Regions from separate parts of the Mus musculus genome. Here all the other regions are linked to region 4. Evidence: chromatin contacts called from public ChIA-PET, Hi-C, HiChIP or PLAC-seq and promoter capture Hi-C data. All regions are on one chromosome and are shown on one strand. Each heading gives the region's core, a stretch centred on a gene start, on an enhancer-like site or on the middle of the called end of the contact. The rest is flanking DNA. Distances are from core to core; before and after follow the strand shown.

Region 1 (2,998 bases), core at 259-2,758, 450 kb after region 4:
TTAGGATATACAGGCATGTGCAGATCCCCTGGAGAAGTGACAACAGTTATCACAGACCCCAGCTCTTGGCTTTCCTCTGTGGATCAGGGATGAGCGAGCGCACAGGAGGATTTAGTGGGAACGGGGCTCATCAAGACCCGTTGCAGGGATGCACATACTCATGCTGGAGCTATTTCATAAATATAAATATTTACTACTTTTTAAAAGCTTGTCTTTCGACAGCAAATGAACCCCCCCCCCCCCCACTGAAGCAGCAAGAGTCTGTAGAATGTCTGATCTGAGACCCTGTGCAGTCGAGACCCAGAGGTTGAGAAATGCTGCAAGCCATGATTTGCACCCAGCACCGTTTGTTTCCTAATGTCAGTTAAGGGCAGCTTTATAATGTTTCAAGAAGAATTGGTTCATTTAGACTGATAGATGTACTGAGAAAAACATACTGAAAATATTTTAAGAACTTCTGCTCAGTAGAGCTAGGAAGGATGAAGGTGCTGGCCACAAGCCTGCAGCCAGAGATCCAAGCTTCGGAACCCGTGAGCTGGATGAGGATCGACATGCATGCTAAGGATCTTTCCGCCGCATGCAAGCTAAGCCCCAAGCCCACCCCACCCCCCAACACACACACATGTGCACACACAGTGGTTAAAAACAACAACAACAACAACAACCCTCCCATAGCTAGCTGGGGAGAGCAGCTTTTTTTTTCTTCTAAGTTTAAAAGAAATAATAAATCATGGAAGAATATGCTTCCAAGTTCCTTAAACTTATTTTTAATCTAAGTATAAAGATATCGAGTTCCAGGTCTCCCTTTTATATTAAACCAAACAGGATAAAAGGAGCCACTTGAAACCAGAGGGGTTAATGTTTACACAGAGGCAGCTTTTCCCAATTGTGTTCGCCTTTAAGGTTTGAACGGTTGAATGACCTTGCTGGAATTCCCCTGTCAGCTGGGAGTACCTACTGAACTTCCAAATCGAAACTACGCTCACATGACACACTAGAACGGTATGCCAAGTGGTATCTGTCCCTGCACCTTGAACCTGGTAGTTACGACTACAGATGAATCAATATGTTTTATACAAAACGAAAAGCTCTTTCTCTCTTAGGTCACTAAACAAAGTATTAAAACAAAGTATTAAATTTCATTATATTTCACATTATGTACTTATAGTACATTCAAATGCACGGCTTCAACCTATCACTAACAGGCCTGTTTTCAAATACAGAATACACCATTCTGAAGTGAGAATTTGAATCCATATCTGAATTCTGTTACTTCAGTGTAATCACCTAAAAACCTAGATAATATGAAGCCTTCATTGTTTTTATTTGAGAACTCCTAAAACATCTATCTTTGTAGAAAAGGCACCGTGAGGTGAGGTGGTCCTGTTCTTTGCACTGTGAGCCAATCATGAGATGAAACTCAACACAAAAGGTGCAGACGACAACCCCCTCGCCACACCCACCGGCTAGCCACACCCACCGGCTAGCCACACCACCGGCTAGCCACACCCACCGGCTAGCCACACCCCCTCTCATTTTCAGAAGTTGAAAACACAGTAAACATTACACGGAACTGTAGCCCAGAAACTTTTCTTTCAAACACTGTTTTGGGGTGGGGGTGGGGGTGGGGGAGTAACATTTCACAGTCCGAGTTTCTACAGAACTTTTTATTAATGTTAGAAACTGAGATGAAAGCACACTCAGCAGACAGCGATACTGAGCTTAAGGATAACTTGTTCTAGAATATCTCAATAGTGGCTGACATCTTCTATTGCAGGGGACATAAGTTTTATAATAGTTTTTAAATTTTGTACATTTTAAAGGGAGGTAGAGAGATAGTTTAACTGCTAAAGAATATTTTTATTTAAATATAGTTATTTTTCAGATTTTACGAGTATTTTGCTTGCATGTATTATGATGGTCTGAATGAAATGGACCCCCACAGACTCATAGGGAGTGGCACCATTAGGTGTTGTGGCTTTGTTTAAGGAAGTGTGTCAGTGCAGTGGGCTTTGATATTTCAAATGCTCAAGCCAGGCCCAGTGTCAGTCTCTTCCTGCTTCCTTAGAATCCAGATGTAGAAATCTCAGCTACTGTCTCAGCGCCATGTCTATCTGCATACCATGGTGACATAGACTAAACCTCTGGACTATATAAGCCAGCCCCCCAATTAAATGCTTTCCTTTGTAAGAGTTGCTGTGTCAAGGTGTCCCCTCACAGCAACAGAAACCCTAAGATATGTATATATGTGCAAACCTGGTGCCTATGCAGCCAAAAACCAGGCATCAGATCCCCAGGAACTAGAGTTGCGAATGATTGTGAGTTCCATGTGGGTCCCGGGAACCAAACCTAGACCGTATGCAAGAGCAGCAAGTACTCTTAAACTATTCCACACCTCTCCAACCCTTTGTTTTGAGGCAGGGTCTCACATGGTCTAGCCTGGGCTTGAACTCCCTCTGTAGGTGGTAATGCCCTTCAGCTCCTAATCCTCTTGCCTCTGCCTCCTGAGAGCCAGGATGAATGACAGCTGTACTTCAGCCCCGAGTGCAGGAGGAGCCAGGAATATGGGTTCCAGGGTCTTATGCTTAGGCAGGTACTCTACCAGCTGAGTCATACCTCCTGTCTTACCATGCGTTTTTTGAAGTACTGGCATATTAAACAGAAATTACTGAATGCTGTTGTTTAGGGGCTAAGCTCCGCTATTGGGATCCAACATGCAAGGCTAAAAATTGAAATGGTGTCATCCATTTCAACCCAGCAAAGTTTGAAACGGAGCCATTTCTCTGACCTGAAGAATCAGGATTTGTGAGCCAAACTTCCCCAAGTAGGTCAGCTATAACCGTAGGATTACAGCTTCCTCTATCGGTCCCTGCGGCTCCCGGGAAGAGGGATCCTGATATAAACAGGAATGTTTCTGATCTTCCATCTCCTGTCCCTTCTTTCAAGGAAATGACCCACCTTCTTCCTTCAAGATTTATTTTATGAATGAGTATTCTAT
Region 2 (2,889 bases), core at 316-2,815, 410 kb after region 4:
ATCCCACCTTAGATATTAAATCAGGTAGTTCCTTGGCTGGCCAGGAACTCACAAGAGATCTGCTTACCTCTACTTCCCAAGTGCTGGAATTAAGGGTGTTGTCAGTGCACTTGGCTGAGGCAGGATCTTAATATTCAATCCAGAGCCCATAGCTTCAGGTAGTCTAGCTAGTCAGCTTGCCAGGGATCTCCTGTCTCCACGTCCCAAACACTGGGATTAGAGGTGTCTTGTGGGTGCTGTGGATTTGAACTTTGGTCCTTATGTCTGTGTGGCACTGAATCTTATCACTAGCCTAACTAGACTACAGCTTATCTCCCCACTGAGTAACTTATCTGAATATGCATTGCATTCCCAGAAAAAGAAAAAGAGCCCCTAGGCTTTTCTGTCCTGCTTCTTTATGGTCTGTCATGCCAGCTGCAGCTGTTGGTACAATGGGCTCCAAACAGACTAGAAGGGAGCTGGTTACTCTGCCATTGTTAGCATATGGAGCCTAAGCTGACCACTCCATGCTTGCTTGGCTCACTTGCCTTTAAAGCTTGCACAGTTCCCAGCTCCCTGATCATCAGCAGTTCTAAGTATATCAACAGAATAAGAACCCGATGGTGACTTCCGGAGAGGCCCAGCGAGCAGCTGGCACTGGCCCCTTCTTTTCAGCACTGTTGGCGTTCTTGATAGCACCAGCTGGTCCAGAGCATTTAGAACCTCAGTGGATGCTCTTTGCTTTGCTTTCAAAATCATCCCATGGACTTTGAAATAGTTAGCAGGAACGAAACATACTGAAACCTTTTATCAATGGTGTAAGATTCAGTGGAAAGAAATCTTACATAGGCTGGGGATGTGGTTCAGTGACAAGAATTTGTCTAGCACACACAAGGCCTTTGGTTTAATACTAAGCAACACACACACACACACACACACACACACACACACACACACACACCCCTTATTGCCCCGGACCCAAGAACTCATCTTCTTGCCTCTACCTCTCCAGTGCTGGGATTATATGCCACCACACTAGTTTACAGGGCTGGAACCTGGGCTTCACGCAAGCTGGGCAAGCACTCTGCTGACTGAGCAATATCCCCAGCACCCATCCTTGTTTCTGAGCTGGGGCAGTACATCTCCTTATGTCCCCCAGGATGGCTTCTCACTCAAGTGATACCCACCTCCACCTTCCTGAGTAACTCTTGTGCTCAAAGAATAGCAGGAAATGGTGATTGAAAAAAAAAAAATCCTGAATGACCAAAATCATGGCAGAAGCCAGAAAAGCCACATGATTGTATTTCTTTCTCCAAGAAACCTAATCTGATTTTGAGGTCTCTGAGAGTACTTAAAGGCATAGCTTCAAAAATCAGCTCAAGCAATATAAAGCAAATGTTCAGTTATTTTTTTTCCCATAAATGAACAGATGGAAGGGATTCTACTCAAAATGGCAAGATAAAGGAAGGAGGGGGTAGGAGAATACAGCAAAATGGTGAAATCTGTCTTCCTATTGGCTCTGGGGCCTCACCAGCTGCACTGTCATGTGGGCATTTCCCAGAAGCTGCTCTGTCCAACAAAATGAAAGGGAGCCCATAGCTGAGGTCTGGAAGTCATGATGGGACGAGCCATAGGTATGGTGCAGATGTCTCTCTTCAGTATGCATTTGCACGTAAGCTTGTTGTGATCTGGCGAATGGTTGCTGTGTGATTAGTGAAATGCTTACTCTTGCTTCAGATCAGAGGTTATTTTCTCTGGAAAAAGCAACCCCGGCTTGTGTTCTGCTCCCTGGCACTTTATCTCACTAGACTCAATTACCCTCGGCTATCCACGCCTGCAGATAGTCTAATGTATCCCATTAATGGCAGGGCTGCCAGCAGCTAACAATGCAGGCACCGTGCCTGGGGGTAATAAGAAGCCTCAGTGGACTTATTTTGCAAATCGATCCCTCTTTAGTAATAGCAACTGTGACAGTCCCCTTTAGGACTCTAAAATAGAATCTTTCTTAGTCTGGATCCAGAGCGACTTCCCTAGTTTCAGGTGAGAACTGCTCTCCTAGCTGCCACCTCCTCCTTGACTCAGCCAACCCTCTCCTTGGCCTCTGTTCTCCATGTCTCCTTCGTCCTCAGCCATTTCCTCGGTCCTTCACCACAACCAACTCTGCCTTTTGCTTCTTTATCCTTTCTGAAGCCATAGTTTCACCAAATTGCCTTTAGAATTGCCAGTTCCATCGCTGCCCAGTCCAGGAAGTCGCTGGAGACAACCAGTGTGTGTCTGCAGAGAGCCCTACATTGTTTTCCCTTAGCATTTTTAAACAATTAAAATTGGCTCTTGGGCATTCTCTGGGGGTTGCCCTGCAACACACAATTGGGTTTTGAAAGAAGACAGCTTTTTATCACGCTGTCACACAGAAAAGTACTGGTATTAAAAGGAGTCAACACACAAAATCCTTCCAGCTGTTAAGACTAGGTAGTACAGCCTGGCGTGGAACAGGCGCTGGCAGTCCCAGCACCTGGGTGATGGAGGAGCAGCAGTTTAAGGTCATCACATCTCCACTGAGATTCGGAAACCACCGTGAGCTAAATGAGCATTAGGTAGGTTGATCCACTGGCTTAGAAGGAAGTCCTGGGCAGGTCTGAGATTAACTGACCCTCTTTGCCTTGCTCCACCTGAGACGCTCAACACTGCCTACCAGCAGCCACCTCCTGTGGAAGTGCTACTCAAGTCATGTGAAAGGTCTAGAGTGAAGTGGAATTTTAAGCAGAATGCCTTAAAATGGCCATTTGCCTGTTTGATGATGGCCATCACAGCCAGGTTCCTACACTGTCAGAATTAGAGCACCATCTGACTCGGTAAACGCTCTGCCCATTTATCTCACGGATTAAGATGAACAGAGGAAAAAGCCACCAG
Region 3 (2,938 bases), core at 15-2,514, 320 kb after region 4:
ACCAAAGAAGTGCTCTGAAGTGCTTCATGCCTTTTGACTCTGAAGAACTCACCCAATGGGTCGGTCCTATGTGCTGTCACTTCTCATCCCCACTGTGCAGCCTGTCCCTTTTGCCCTGTTCCCACTGCCGTGGTCCTTTCCGTCCCTCCCTCCCCGCAACCTGAGGTATTTACTGTTAACTTGGAGCCTACTCTAACCACTTGCTCTGACATTCTCAAAGGAGAACGGACACTGTCCCTCCTTTTCTCCTCCTCCCTGTTTTTTGAAGACAGTTTGTCACTGTAACCCCAGGCTGTCTTCAGTCTCCATTCTGCCTCAGGGTTCCATGTGCTGGGACTGCAAACACACAACACGATGTCTGCCTAGCAGAATGGTTCTTACTGAATGCTGCCAGGCTCATCTCCCCACAGTTTCCTGGGGTCCCTTGCCCAAACTATCTTCTAGCACTCTCCAAGTGGACAATAGCCATTCATTTCTCCCAAACCTTCGGCTTCCCTGAAGGTTGCCTTACTTAGGGCCATCTCACTTGCCCCTCTGCTTGCTCATCCAGAGAGTAAACGCAGTGCTCACCTCTTTCAGACTCCACACAGTGCAAGGACCACACTAGTTTTGGAGTTTTGAATCTGGGTTTTCTTTTTGAGAGATGTCATTCTCACTACCCGGCTACCCTGCCCCTTTCTGAATTTTTGCTTAGTATTTAAAGATGACTGAACCCTGGGCCTTCCTTCTCTTCAAGTGCTGGGGTCAGTCACATGAACACCATGTCTAGCACCACAGACTCTTTCTAAGACTCAGATGTGTGTTACAGCTAGTGTGTGCACGCTAGCTCCTACACAAGAGTTATGGCAGTAAGCGTTTTCATCCGTTGAGGCACACTGAAATGTGTTTATGAGTACTGGGGATAATGAGCACACTTCAGGTACTGAATAGAAGGCATGTCTGTTTATTTCTGTGGTGGTCATTACCTTCTTTCCACAACCATCGGTGTCAGTCTCACATTTGTTGGCTTCATTTGCTTTGTGGGACAGACTGTGGACAAGACTGACCGCCATGCTGCAAGCTAGGTTGTGGCAGGCTCACAACTCAGCCCCAGATCTCCCAGCTCTGTCACAGGGAAGGCGTTGGAGGTGTTCAGTGTAGAGCCAGCAGGAGCACTTTAGACTAGAGCGATCAGTCCCTGGCGGGGGCGGGGCCTGCGGCGGGCCGAGGGCGGAGCTTTGCGAGGGCCACGCCCTGCCCGTCCAAGAACGCGCTCCGCCCGCCCAGTCGGCGCACGGGGAGGGCTCTGCGTTGCCACGGGGGGAGCGCGCTCTCCGGCCAGGCCGCGGCATGCGCGCGCTGCTCGGCTTGCTCCTCGTATTCGGAGGCTGCACCTTCGCATTATACCTGCTCTCCACGCGGCTGCCCTTGGGGCCGAGGCTGGCGGCGGCCGGGGAGCCCGAAGGCCGGTGAGAGGGAGGACACCGGGCGGTGGCCTGGGAGGAGGTCGGAGGGTTGGCAGTGATGCCTCGGGGGCCCTTGCACTTCTCTGCACACGCGGTCGCCTTCCAGCCCCAGCCATCTCGGCTACCGTGGCTCTCCTTCCTCAACCCAATTACCACAGCAGCCAGTCTTCAGAGGTGCAGCCCGGACTTGGAGTGACGAGGCTATGATCCAGTTTGCCCTCTTCCTGCCTGTCTCTGCTTCCCATGACAGCTGGGCGAGGCAGAAGGCTTGTCGGTCGGGTTTCCGACTGCTGCTTATTACTTTGAAAGTGCATAGAGTGTGTCTGGCACGTTGCCGCATTACCAAGAGGCGTTAACTGCATTCGAGTTGTTTTCAGTTACCATTGTCTTTTTGTGGAGCTGAAAAAACTCTCTTGTGGATGTCAGAGGTACTCATGAGAACTAGGAGGGGCTTGCTCATAGTTTATCTCTGCTGGAGCAAAGAACTGTTGAGATGGCAGAGGCAGGGTAGTCTTTGTTCTGTGACCTTTGGACGGGATCCACGGTGTACCAGGCCTAGCGCAGGGTGAAGAGGGAGGCTCTCGGAAAGGGTTGGCCTCCAGCCATGTTATCAAGAAAGCTGTATTTATTATGATGGGAGGTATGTGTCCACGGGGATTCTTTTAAAGTGATGAAATTGTTGTTTTTTGCCTAGTACATCTGGGTAACATGCTGTCTAAATAGTTGTGTGTTTGCTTGGGAGAGGGTCTCCTAGAAAGGACGGCAATTCATGATGATATGCAGTTGCCTGGAGATGAATATACTTGTGTCTTCGGACAAGATAAAAAGAGACCGAGGATGCAAGTCAGTGCTGGAGCCGATGCTCTCAGCATGGTGGAGGCTGTGGGGTTCCATCTTAAAACCCCTAAATAAGTGAAGAGGGTGTGTAGTGGTTATCCAGCACCAGACCCTTTTTAGGCAAGGAAAACAAGACCCGTGGTCACTCCAAGGTCACACAACAGGAACACTGTAGAGTGAGGGTGCCAGCCCAGGGCACTTGTTCCCACTCCAGGGCTCTCCTGTCTGCCTCTGTTGTTTTATCTTGGGTCAGCTGTCATCTTGAGTTCTTTCAATGTCTGGTGGCCAGATGACCTGTTTACAAACTTAACTCTGCAAGGAAGACACACTTCGAACTTTCTCTGGAACCCACGCCTCCACCTGATTTCCCAAACTCTAGGTCGCTGTGGTTCCCCTCCGATCTGGCAGAGCTGCGGGAGCTCTCTGAAGTTCTTCGAGAGTACCGGAAAGAGCACCAGGCCTATGTGTTCCTGCTCTTTTGCAGTGCCTACCTCTACAAGCAGGGCTTTGCCATCCCTGGCTCCAGCTTCCTGGTCAGTGTCCTGCCCTCTCTCCAACTGGGTTTCCTTCTCTGCAAACTGTGACTGCTCCCCCAGAAACCCCTTTAGCCGAGTGGCAGGATGAAGAAACCGTGGGTGTGAAGAGGCGGGCACGAG
Region 4 (2,833 bases), core at 292-2,791:
TGTCTGGTCTTGTTGAGGCTTGACACCATCTGGTGGACATGAGCTCACGTTGAAATGATGACGTGGTTGGTGACTGTGTAAAGCTGGGCTGGCCAGATTAACTACAGTTCTTTCATTAATTAGCTTTTGTTTTATTCATTGAAACTGCGAGTGTTGGATCATCCTGTAGCTCAGAATATTCACGGAAGCTATGTGACTGTCGCTGGGCAGTAGTGCATGCCTTTAATCTCAGCACTTGGGAGGCAGAGGCAGGTTGATTTCTGAGTTCAAGGTCAGCCTGGTCTACAGAGTGAGTTCCAGGACAGCCAGGGCTACACAGAGAAATCCTATCTCGAAAAACCAAAAAAAAAAAAAAAAAAAAAAAAACCAAACCAAACCAAACAAGAAGACTGTCAAAATGGTATTCATCTCAAGAACTCATTTGGCATGGTTTTCTATAGATATCTTCAGTGTTCTTTCATGCTATCCTTAGAGGCTAGAGGGCAGGCGGCTTCTCCCAAACAGAAATCCATTACTACAGGCCCGTTTCTCTTGAATTATTTTCTGTTTTGTGTCACTTTTTGAAGGGGGCCCGCTCATGTAGCCCAGGTTGGCCTTAAACAGCTAACTGTCCTTGGGCTCACCTCTCATGCTGCGATTACAAGGATTACAAGTGTGCACCACCCTGCCTGGCTTTCCTTTCTCCATTTCTTTCTTTCCTTTCCATTTCCCCAGGTGGGAGTCAGGGTGGGGAATGAGACCAGGTTTCTCTGTGTAATCCTGACTGTCCTGGAACTCGCTTTGTATATTCGGCTTACCTGGAACTCACAGAGATCCGCCTTAAAGGCGTGTATTACCACACCAGGCCATAGGATTGATAGTTCATAACTATAATCCCAGGATTTGGGAGGCTGACCCAGAAGGGTTAATACATTCCTAACATCAGCCTAGGCTATATAACATACACGGTGGGTTCAAGGTCAACCCAGGCAACACAATGAGGCTTTGTCTCAAACCTCAATTTGTTTGTTTGCTTTGAGCTAGGGTTTCTCCGTGTAGACCAAGCTGTCCCCAAACTCAGGGATCTGCTTGTCTCTGCCTCTTTAGTGCTGGGATTAAAGGCATGCACCATTAATGCCCGGTTTAAATTGCGAGAGTTTTAAATGGAGGTTTTATTTAGGAAGGAAAGCTCTAGAATTAAGTCTAAATAAACGGGAGGTGAGAATCCAGTGTGTGGCTGTGTTCTCTCCTAGATCATGAGAGAACAAAAGGAGAGGAAACTAGTGAGACAGAACAAAGGCATGGAGGAATGTACAACCATCTCTTCTCTTCTTCCACCCAGGACGGTTCTCTAGAAGGTTCCAGAAACGAGTGTGGCAAGGCTACGGACATCACGGTGTCCCGAGGAGACCACAACAGACGCCCAAAGGCAGGCGCACACTTTCCCGCCACGCTGTGGCCGGGTACTAGGGGAGGGGAGGGGCAGGGCGGTAAGGTAGACGTCACGTCCGGTTTGGGAAGCGCCCCTGCAGGAGAAAGCGGTTGGAAGGCGCGTCGAAGTGGGAGGGGCCAGGAAAGCGCGCCTTCGGGGGAGTGGGTGGGACCAGGTTAAAGAGCGTGGCGTCACATCCGGCAGTGTTAGACCGGTGCGGAGGTGGTGCGGAGCGTGTCGGCTTCGAGCTCCTCGCAAAAGTGTGGCGTCGCGCTAGGCTGCGGCGGAGCCTCTGTAAGGAAGGCGGGAGCTTGACAGCTTCAGGAAAGGCCCGTAGCGGTGACAGCGACCCGGAGTCATGAGCGACAGCGGCGAGCAGAACTACGGCGAGCGGGTAAGCGCGGAGTTGCGCGGGCGGCCGCGGTCCCCACCCTGCTACTTCTTCTAGGCCTCTCGGCCCGGTGCAGCCGGGTGTCGGGAGCCTGACGTGCGGAGGGAGCCGGGGCGCCGGAGGGCCTGGTGGCCGGCGCTTCTCGTCGGAGGGAGGCCGCGGGCGGGCTGTGTGCCTCGCACCCGCCACGACCGTTTTTTTTTTTTTTCCTTTCCCCCCGTTACGGGGCGGGGGGAGGCTAAAGATGGCCGCGGCGTCCGTCGGCGTTGGGGGATGGGAACGGTATCTTCTTTCGCCGTTGCTCTCCTGCGAAGCCGCGCCGCAGCCATCTTGGGCTCGCGGGCCGGGCGCGCTGCCAGAGGCACAAAATGGCGGAGCCGCCGCTCCCTGCAGCCAGGCTTTGCCGCCTCGCCACCCGGGGTCCAAGGGTGAAGCGGAGAAAAGCCACGTGTGGCCGGGAGCCTATGGGGACTGACTGATGCTTTTCGGTTGATGGAGGGCCTCCTGGTCCCGGTAAGGGACAGCTAGCTGTAGGGGGCTCTTGGAGCATCTGGAGACGGAAACGGCTGAGGGGGATTGGGGGCCCCGTTAGTTGGAGGGCTTTGTGCTACAGCGTTTCTCCCATTGTTGAGAGCTTACTGGAATAGAACGCAAGGTCGTTAGGCGTTGTTGTATAGAGCCTCCCTACCCCTGGGGGGACTTGGGAAGGAGAAACCATTGGCGACAATTGATGGCGCTATTAAACTCTGAAGTCGACGGGATTTTATTTTTAAGCTTCCACCTCCCAGAGGGTGAAAATCGGTAGAGGTTGATTAGATTGTATACAATGGGCCTGGACTAGACCCAGCCCCAAAGCTGAACAAATGAGGCGCATGTGGCGTGGCTGTAGAGTTTAGATTAAAAACTGTCACGTGAAGATGCGGAAGTCCAGGGCTCAGTGAACAGGTAATTGCAGTTTGGAAACGGCTTACAAGCATCATAAGAATGGCTGTTTTGCCCTTCCTGTACTAACGTTTTTATTTTCGCAAAAA
Region 5 (2,821 bases), core at 84-2,583, 350 kb before region 4:
AGCCAGTTGCTCCACCATTCAAAACACCTGTAACGATTTTGAACCAATGAGCTTCCATTAGCATTCAAGATCTCCATAGACCTGGCCCCAATGTATGCTCCGATTGTAACTTTTTTCTAGATGTTTAGTGGAGCCCTTTATCTCTGTTCACTCTGTCTCCTGGGAAGAGTCCTTCAACTTCATATCCACCTGGAGAGGCAGTATGTGTTTGATCTCAGTACATCGGAGGCAGAGGAAGGCAGATCTCTGCAAGTTGGAGTCTAGCCTGTCTGTAGAATAAGTTCCAGGACAGCCAGGACTGTAGCCCAGAGAACACCTATCTCAGAAAAACAAAACCAAAGAAACACACAGAAAATAAAATCTTCCTCAGGTGCTTCAGACGCCAGGGTAGCTCAGAGCCAGCCCTACTTGAATGAACCTCAGTCTCAGCTTGACTTTACTTCTTGTTCATTTGGTACCAGCCTTGTCACCACAACAGTCATACTTGACCTTGTGTTAGCAAATATTTGCTAAGCAATAATGGATCACGCTGAGGAGAAAGGACATAGACTCTTAAGCCAAACACACCCCTGAAATCCTTGCTCCTGGCTGGCAAAGTCACATGAATTTTATGAGTTTTAACTTTGTCGTTTGTAGACTGAAGGATTTAACTTTGTCGTTTGTAGACTGAAGGAAGTATCACCTTATTTGTATGAAACTAGCAGAAGAGCGTTTGTGAGAGTTCACAGGTAAATGTCCTTAACAAGAGGCAACACACTGCTTAACCCTTTCCCCACCAGCCCTTTTACAGTGCCTCGAAACCTCTTACTACCCACAGTGCTTTCTGAACTGAATGGAAGCAACCTAAATTGTTGCCATCTGCTGCCTTGATCCCACTGAGCTATTAGCTTTTCAACATCTGTTCTGTGTTTCAGAAAGAAATTTCCATTTTTAGGCAACAGCAGCATAGCATTTTTGAGTAGCATTTCAAAATGCTTCAATCCTGCAGTGATTATCACTTCTGCTTGATAGACTTCCAGTCAGCAAAACCACAGAGAAGAGCCCAGCCCGGGTAGGATCCTTCACTCGGATGTTTAAATAGAAGCAATAATGAAGCTTGAAGAAGCTTTTAATTACCCACAATTCCTGGAGGCAGGGGAAGCACGGGTCATAGAAACACTGGTTTCTTTCACAGTCTGCTATGTCAAACCACACATACACACTTGATGTGTTTTTATGACAATTATTGATTTCTTTTGTCCTCGGTTCTTATGAAATTCCTGAAAGGCAACAACCAGTGATTTCTCTGTAGTTTCTGAAACTTTTTAAAGATTTATTTTCGTTTCATGTGTATGAGCATCTTGCCTGCACGTGGACAGTGCTCTTCAGGGCCGAGCTGTCTCTCCAGCCCCTTCTGGGTTAATTTCCATAGGTAACGAAAATTTTAAATCGCCATGTTTCCTGAATACCCTAAATATCCATTTCCCCTTCTGAGCAAATGTCACCTACAGGGAGCAGTGAGGTAGGGACATGCAGAGGTCAGAGACTCAACTTCCAGAGGAAACTTCTCACTGTCAGAAATACGGTAGAGCAGCTGCAGAATATTAAATCAAGCAGGTTAATTATAAGACATAATTGGGGTTAATTTTTTTTGTGTCAGGATGAGTAACTCAATTCTTTCTGTCGAGACGGGAAATAGAAATTAAGGAAAAGGGAACAGAGTTGTCAGGATCGAAAAGCTGGAAGGAAGCACCTTGCCTTAGTAGGGTTTCAGCACCAAGGGCAGAACCTCGCTCACCCACGCATCCCACTGACTATAATAGATGAAATGCTTTTCTTTTTTCTTTCTGTTTTTGAGGGGGTGGGGATGGAGGGGTCTTTATGTGCTTTGTTGTTGTTTTGAAAAGTGTGGGAGGTCTTTTTGTTTGTTTATGTGTTCGAGATAGGGTCTCTTGGTCCTGAGACTCTTGATCCTCCTGCCTCAGCCTCTCGGATCCTGAAATTACAGGTGTACACTACCACACTCAGCTCAAGATTTGGTTTGGTTTGGTTTGGTTTGGTTTGGTTTGGTTTGGTTTGGTTTGGTTTGGTTTGGTTTGGTTTGGTTTGGCAGGTTTTTTGAGACACTATCTCACATACTCCAGACAGGGTCAAACTCACTATGTAGCCAAAGCCAGCTTGATTCCTGACCATCCTGCCTTCCCTTCCTGAGTGCTAACAAAAATTTTAATGTTGTTAGCTTTGACTCAGAAGCCAAGATCGTGATACAAGCTTGTAAGGCCAACGCTGGGATGGCTACGTACTGAGTTAGAAGCAAGCCTAGGACATTTGAGACTGAGTCTAAATAAATAAATAGATTCCATGCAGATGATTACACATTCGTCTACATGTTTAGAATGTGTTTTATGTCAGATCTTGGTTTTATATGGAAAGACCCAGTAGCTGTTACAGCACCCCAGACATCCTCCGTTGTACCAGAGGCTTCTCAAGCCCCAGAAACTCCTGCTGTCTAACACAGCACCCTTCATGTGCTTTGTGGGTGGGATGCACATGTTTGTGTGTGCATGTGTGTTCATGTAGGTGAACATGCACGTGAGTGCGTGTGTGCACAGTGACCAGAGGTCACCCTTGGATGTTGCCCTATAGGTGTATCCTCCTTCTCTAGGTCACATCTAGGCCCCCAAGGCTAGCAAGCACCCCATTGACTGAGCTATCTCCCATACCAATGTTCTTTTCTTTTCTTTTTTTTTAACCTGGAGAAAGAAAGAAAAAAATCTCTGGTCCCCAAATCAAATCGTTGAGGAAAGGAAAGAGGTCAAAAGGAACCAGGAAGAATAAATGT
Region 6 (2,832 bases), core at 11-2,510, 390 kb before region 4:
TCAAAGAATGGATTGTGGATGAAGTGTGAGCACAGGGTATCATCCATCCATCCATTGGCTTTGCCCTTATCATCATGCGGAAGGAAGTGTAAGAGCTCTCAGGACTTCTGTTCTGTCTTGGTTCCATCACCCCCTGCTAGTGGCCAGGGATGAGTTAACCACTGGGTCTTTCAGTGCTTTTCAACAGTCACGTCTGCAGCTTCCTCCCCAGATGCCTAGACACACAGTCCCCTGCTCCTCTGCGTTCCGAAAAAAAAGCTTTTCTTGGCTGCAGTTCCACACAGGGACCTCCACTGCCCACTGGCAGAAGAGAATTCTTGGCTGTGGAAACGGGTGAACTCCACATATTTTACAGATGAGAGTAAACTCCTGGTGACTCTAAATGTGGTGTGAAACTGACAAAAGTCATTCTGTTGAAATAACATCGCCGCTGCTGCCACCCTACGCAGACACCCGCGTCATGGAAAGAAAAGGTCCCACAGGTCCCCGTGCCTCTGCCACTGCAGCCTCTTGGGCCTTATCCTCAATCCCACGTCATTTTCTCTAATTTTCTACTTTTCCTTTTTTTTTTCTAGTTCTCTTTTTTCTTGTGCATGTATATTTTGTTTGTTTTAGAAGTGTTTTATTTGTCCTGTAGGAAGACTACCCAATGTCATGCAAAGACAAAGGAGAAAAATCATAATCTTTAGTCCTGAGACCTTACCCATCCATCAGAGCCCCTTTCTGCTTAGCTAGATTGATCCCGACCATGTATGCCTGCAGAGGAGAAATAATCACCAATCTGCTGCCACTGGGTCAAGATTGTCAGAAATGTCCTTCTGGACGGGATCGATGACAATGGACATCAGAGACAGCGAGTTCCTAGAAAACAGAGAACTTGTTGATTTATTTTTATGTTAATATATTTTTCTTTGCTTTGGTTGGAATATTTAGGCAGCTCAGACCCCTAGGTTTCTAGGTTAAGGAACGTAAACAGCCAGAGGACATTGTATTTTTCAAGTAATGTCCTCTACCTTGATGTCAGCTGGTTTCTCACAGCCACCAACCAGCACTCTGACCAAAGCCCTGCCAGCCAGGAGTGCCCTGATCATGTACAGAGGTTCCCACCCAACGCATCCGTGGGTGTGCGAGTGTGCGCGCAGCACGTGTTTATGTGTGTGCACCAGTGTGTTTGTGGGGTGCGCGTGTGTCTGCGCGCGCGGGTGTGTGGCGGGGGCGGGCACTGCGCCCGGGGGGCAGGGCTCCGCAGCGAGAGTGGCAGCTGGACTTGCGATGCTGCGAGGGACAGGGTGCAGAGCCGCAGTGCCGTAGCGGGTAGCAGAGGCAGCCTTCCCTTCCAGCAGCGAAGGCGGAAGACCCCGGGGCGCCAACCCTGGTGGCTGCCTGATGTCTCCGCCCCAGAGAGGGCTGCACCGGGAGATCGCCCGGGCGCCCGCTTCGGTCCCCTTCTGTCTCTCGGTTCCTCTTTCCTCCCAAGTAAGGGAATAAGCGGCTAGGAGGGAGCGCCCCCGGCAAGCGCGCAACCAAGTGTTGCATGGTGAGGTAAGACCGCGACCGCGAACCAGGGATCACCAGTTTGGGGGGACCCGGCAGCAACTTGGAGAGCCAGGGCAAAGCAAGAGTGGGTCCCGCGATAGGGAAAGGAACTGCAGACGAGGCCCCTGCGCTCATCTTGACCGCGCCACCTGCCACAAACCCTGGCCAGAGGGGATGCGCCAGTGGACTGGGCAGGGTGGGGCCCCCTCCCTATGTGGTCGGTGCAGAAGCGAAGGTGTGCAGAGGACAAGCGGCCTTGCTTCGGGCAATTTGCTGAAGCAACTGGTCAAATGCCATCCTTTCTTACGTTGACTCCAGGGTATCCAGAGCGCGGCACAGGGAACCCGAGGGCTGCGGGGAGCAGAGAATGTCTTTCTGCTGTCTGGCCGCCAGAGCCTCTGACAGTCTCGCAGGGTTCTGAGACTTTGGGACACTCCAAGTTCAAAGCCTCTAGGGTGGTGGGTTTAGAGAGAAGCTGAAGAGAATACAGACACCTTGGCAAATAAAAGGGGTAGCGTCGTGGGAATCTAATATCGGCCTGTTTCTTTTGGGTCACAAGACCTGTCTGTGTTGGTATCTCTATAAGGGAACCTCCAGAATTACCTGTGGGGCTGTGAGGCCGTGGGACATACACGAGAACTCCTCAAGACCCCCGCACACATATCTCCTGATGTCTCTTTCTTCAGAACTAGTGAACTAGAATTTGAGGAGGGGGCTGTGGAGCTCGTAAAAGCCCTACAGGTGATTCAGGGGCTCTGCCTCCATCCCTGCTGTGGACAGGGAAGAAAAGCACCATATGCAAGCAGTCCCGTTGTGCAATTCTGGGTAGCTAGGTAGCGGAGAGACCCCTCCCTCAGTCGCCGGGGGTGGGAGGAGGAGGGCACCAGGAGGGTCTGCTGAGGGGCCAGATGACATGTGACTGAACCACAGTGGCGTTCAAGAGTGCTGGGTGGACCTGCGGACTCACTTGTCCCGGCTGCTAGATTATCTGTCCGTGCCTCATTAGCATACGATGGCCTCCCTGTGGGGAGCAGGACCTAGGAGAACTGTTTGTCAAGCTTTCGGTTCGGGGCCTTAGGGGACACATCATAGATCTAGAGATGTACAATGACCACCTCCAAACATCATGAGGGACAGTAGTCTGCCCTTCTGGTCTGGAAGGGGACATCGACTTTGTTATCTTGGTGCCTGGGATTCAGTGTTCATAAAACGCAGCTTCAGGATCCACTTGCTGGAGTACAGGGTATCCCCACAGTCAACAAAGGACTGAAGGAGTGACATTGGCTCACGGGGCAA

What was found. Promoter capture Hi-C pulls out the DNA fragments that hold promoters and counts their contacts. Hi-C and Micro-C count contacts between places; a contact is called where the count stands out from the background. ChIA-PET counts read pairs in DNA pulled down with a chosen protein or histone mark. HiChIP or PLAC-seq counts read pairs in DNA pulled down with a chosen protein or histone mark.
Region 1: a promoter capture Hi-C map of liver shows a contact between it and region 4, with 3 times the contacts expected there. The contact joins the enhancer-like site here to the promoter of Tra2b in region 4. A contact is called at or near these places in 5 of 39 promoter capture datasets (the 3T3-L1 cell line, 3T3-L1-derived adipocytes, the C10 cell line and 2 more), 3 of 115 datasets of contacts at active chromatin or transcription factors (bone marrow-derived macrophages, embryonic stem cells and extraembryonic endoderm stem cells) and 1 of 9 other capture datasets (pancreatic islet).
Region 2: a contact with region 4 is called in a promoter capture Hi-C map of hippocampal neurons, with 2.8 times the contacts expected there. The contact joins the enhancer-like site here to the promoter of Tra2b in region 4. A contact is called at or near these places in 7 of 39 promoter capture datasets (the 3T3-L1 cell line, 3T3-L1-derived adipocytes, cranial neural crest and 3 more) and 4 of 115 datasets of contacts at active chromatin or transcription factors (astrocytes, bone marrow-derived macrophages, cardiomyocytes and 1 more).
Region 3: a contact with region 4 is called in an RNA polymerase II ChIA-PET map of memory CD8 T cells, with 16 read pairs. The contact joins the promoter of Tmem41a here to the promoter of Tra2b in region 4. A contact is called at or near these places in 3 of 39 promoter capture datasets (the 3T3-L1 cell line and hippocampal neurons), 1 of 484 Hi-C or Micro-C datasets (cortical neurons), 2 of 115 datasets of contacts at active chromatin or transcription factors (effector CD8 T cells and memory CD8 T cells) and 2 of 9 other capture datasets (adipose tissue and pancreatic islet).
Region 5: an H3K27ac HiChIP or PLAC-seq map of epiblast stem cells shows a contact between it and region 4, with 2.8 times the contacts expected there. The contact joins the enhancer-like site here to the promoter of Tra2b in region 4. A contact is called at or near these places in 2 of 39 promoter capture datasets (cranial neural crest and stem cell-derived epiblast-like cells), 3 of 115 datasets of contacts at active chromatin or transcription factors (acute myeloid leukemia, embryonic stem cells and epiblast stem cells) and 1 of 9 other capture datasets (embryonic stem cells).
Region 6: a Hi-C map of B cells shows a contact between it and region 4, with 7 read pairs. The contact joins the promoter of Dgkg here to the promoter of Tra2b in region 4. A contact is called at or near these places in 5 of 39 promoter capture datasets (the C10 cell line, the HPC-7 cell line, cranial neural crest and 2 more), 2 of 484 Hi-C or Micro-C datasets (B cells and neutrophils) and 2 of 9 other capture datasets (liver and macrophages).

What each region holds. Positions count from the first base shown.
Region 1 is chr16:21,816,796-21,819,793 of GRCm38.p6, reverse strand. No RefSeq gene overlaps it. Among named protein-coding and RNA genes, the nearest start is that of 1300002E11Rik, 24 kb to the right of the region's middle. Within about 2 kb of position 1,508, at least 70 of the 459 cell types and tissues checked have an H3K27ac peak or open chromatin away from gene starts, as enhancers often do. A contact at or near this core is called in liver, where this site is marked.
Region 2 is chr16:21,852,462-21,855,350 of GRCm38.p6, reverse strand. It overlaps a transcript of Map3k13 not described here. Among named protein-coding and RNA genes, the nearest start is that of Gm26744, 8.0 kb to the right of the region's middle. Within about 2 kb of position 1,565, at least 38 of the 459 cell types and tissues checked have an H3K27ac peak or open chromatin away from gene starts, as enhancers often do. A contact at or near this core is called in hippocampal neurons, where this site is marked.
Region 3 is chr16:21,945,878-21,948,815 of GRCm38.p6, reverse strand. It overlaps Tmem41a (transmembrane protein 41a), which reads left to right and starts at 1,264. Exons shown (of 5, transcript NM_025693.4): 1 at 1,264-1,448; 2 at 2,662-2,815. The coding sequence starts at 1,330.
Region 4 is chr16:22,264,713-22,267,545 of GRCm38.p6, reverse strand. Tra2b (transformer 2 beta) reads left to right here and starts at 1,541. Exons shown (of 9, transcript NM_009186.5): 1 at 1,541-1,805. The coding sequence starts at 1,770.
Region 5 is chr16:22,611,608-22,614,428 of GRCm38.p6, reverse strand. All of the region lies in intron 2 of Dgkg (diacylglycerol kinase, gamma), which reads left to right. Among named protein-coding and RNA genes, the nearest start is that of Mir6362, 7.7 kb to the right of the region's middle. Within about 2 kb of position 1,333, at least 16 of the 459 cell types and tissues checked have an H3K27ac peak or open chromatin away from gene starts, as enhancers often do.
Region 6 is chr16:22,655,659-22,658,490 of GRCm38.p6, reverse strand. It overlaps Dgkg (diacylglycerol kinase, gamma), which reads left to right and starts at 1,260. Exons shown (of 25, transcript NM_138650.2): 1 at 1,260-1,542.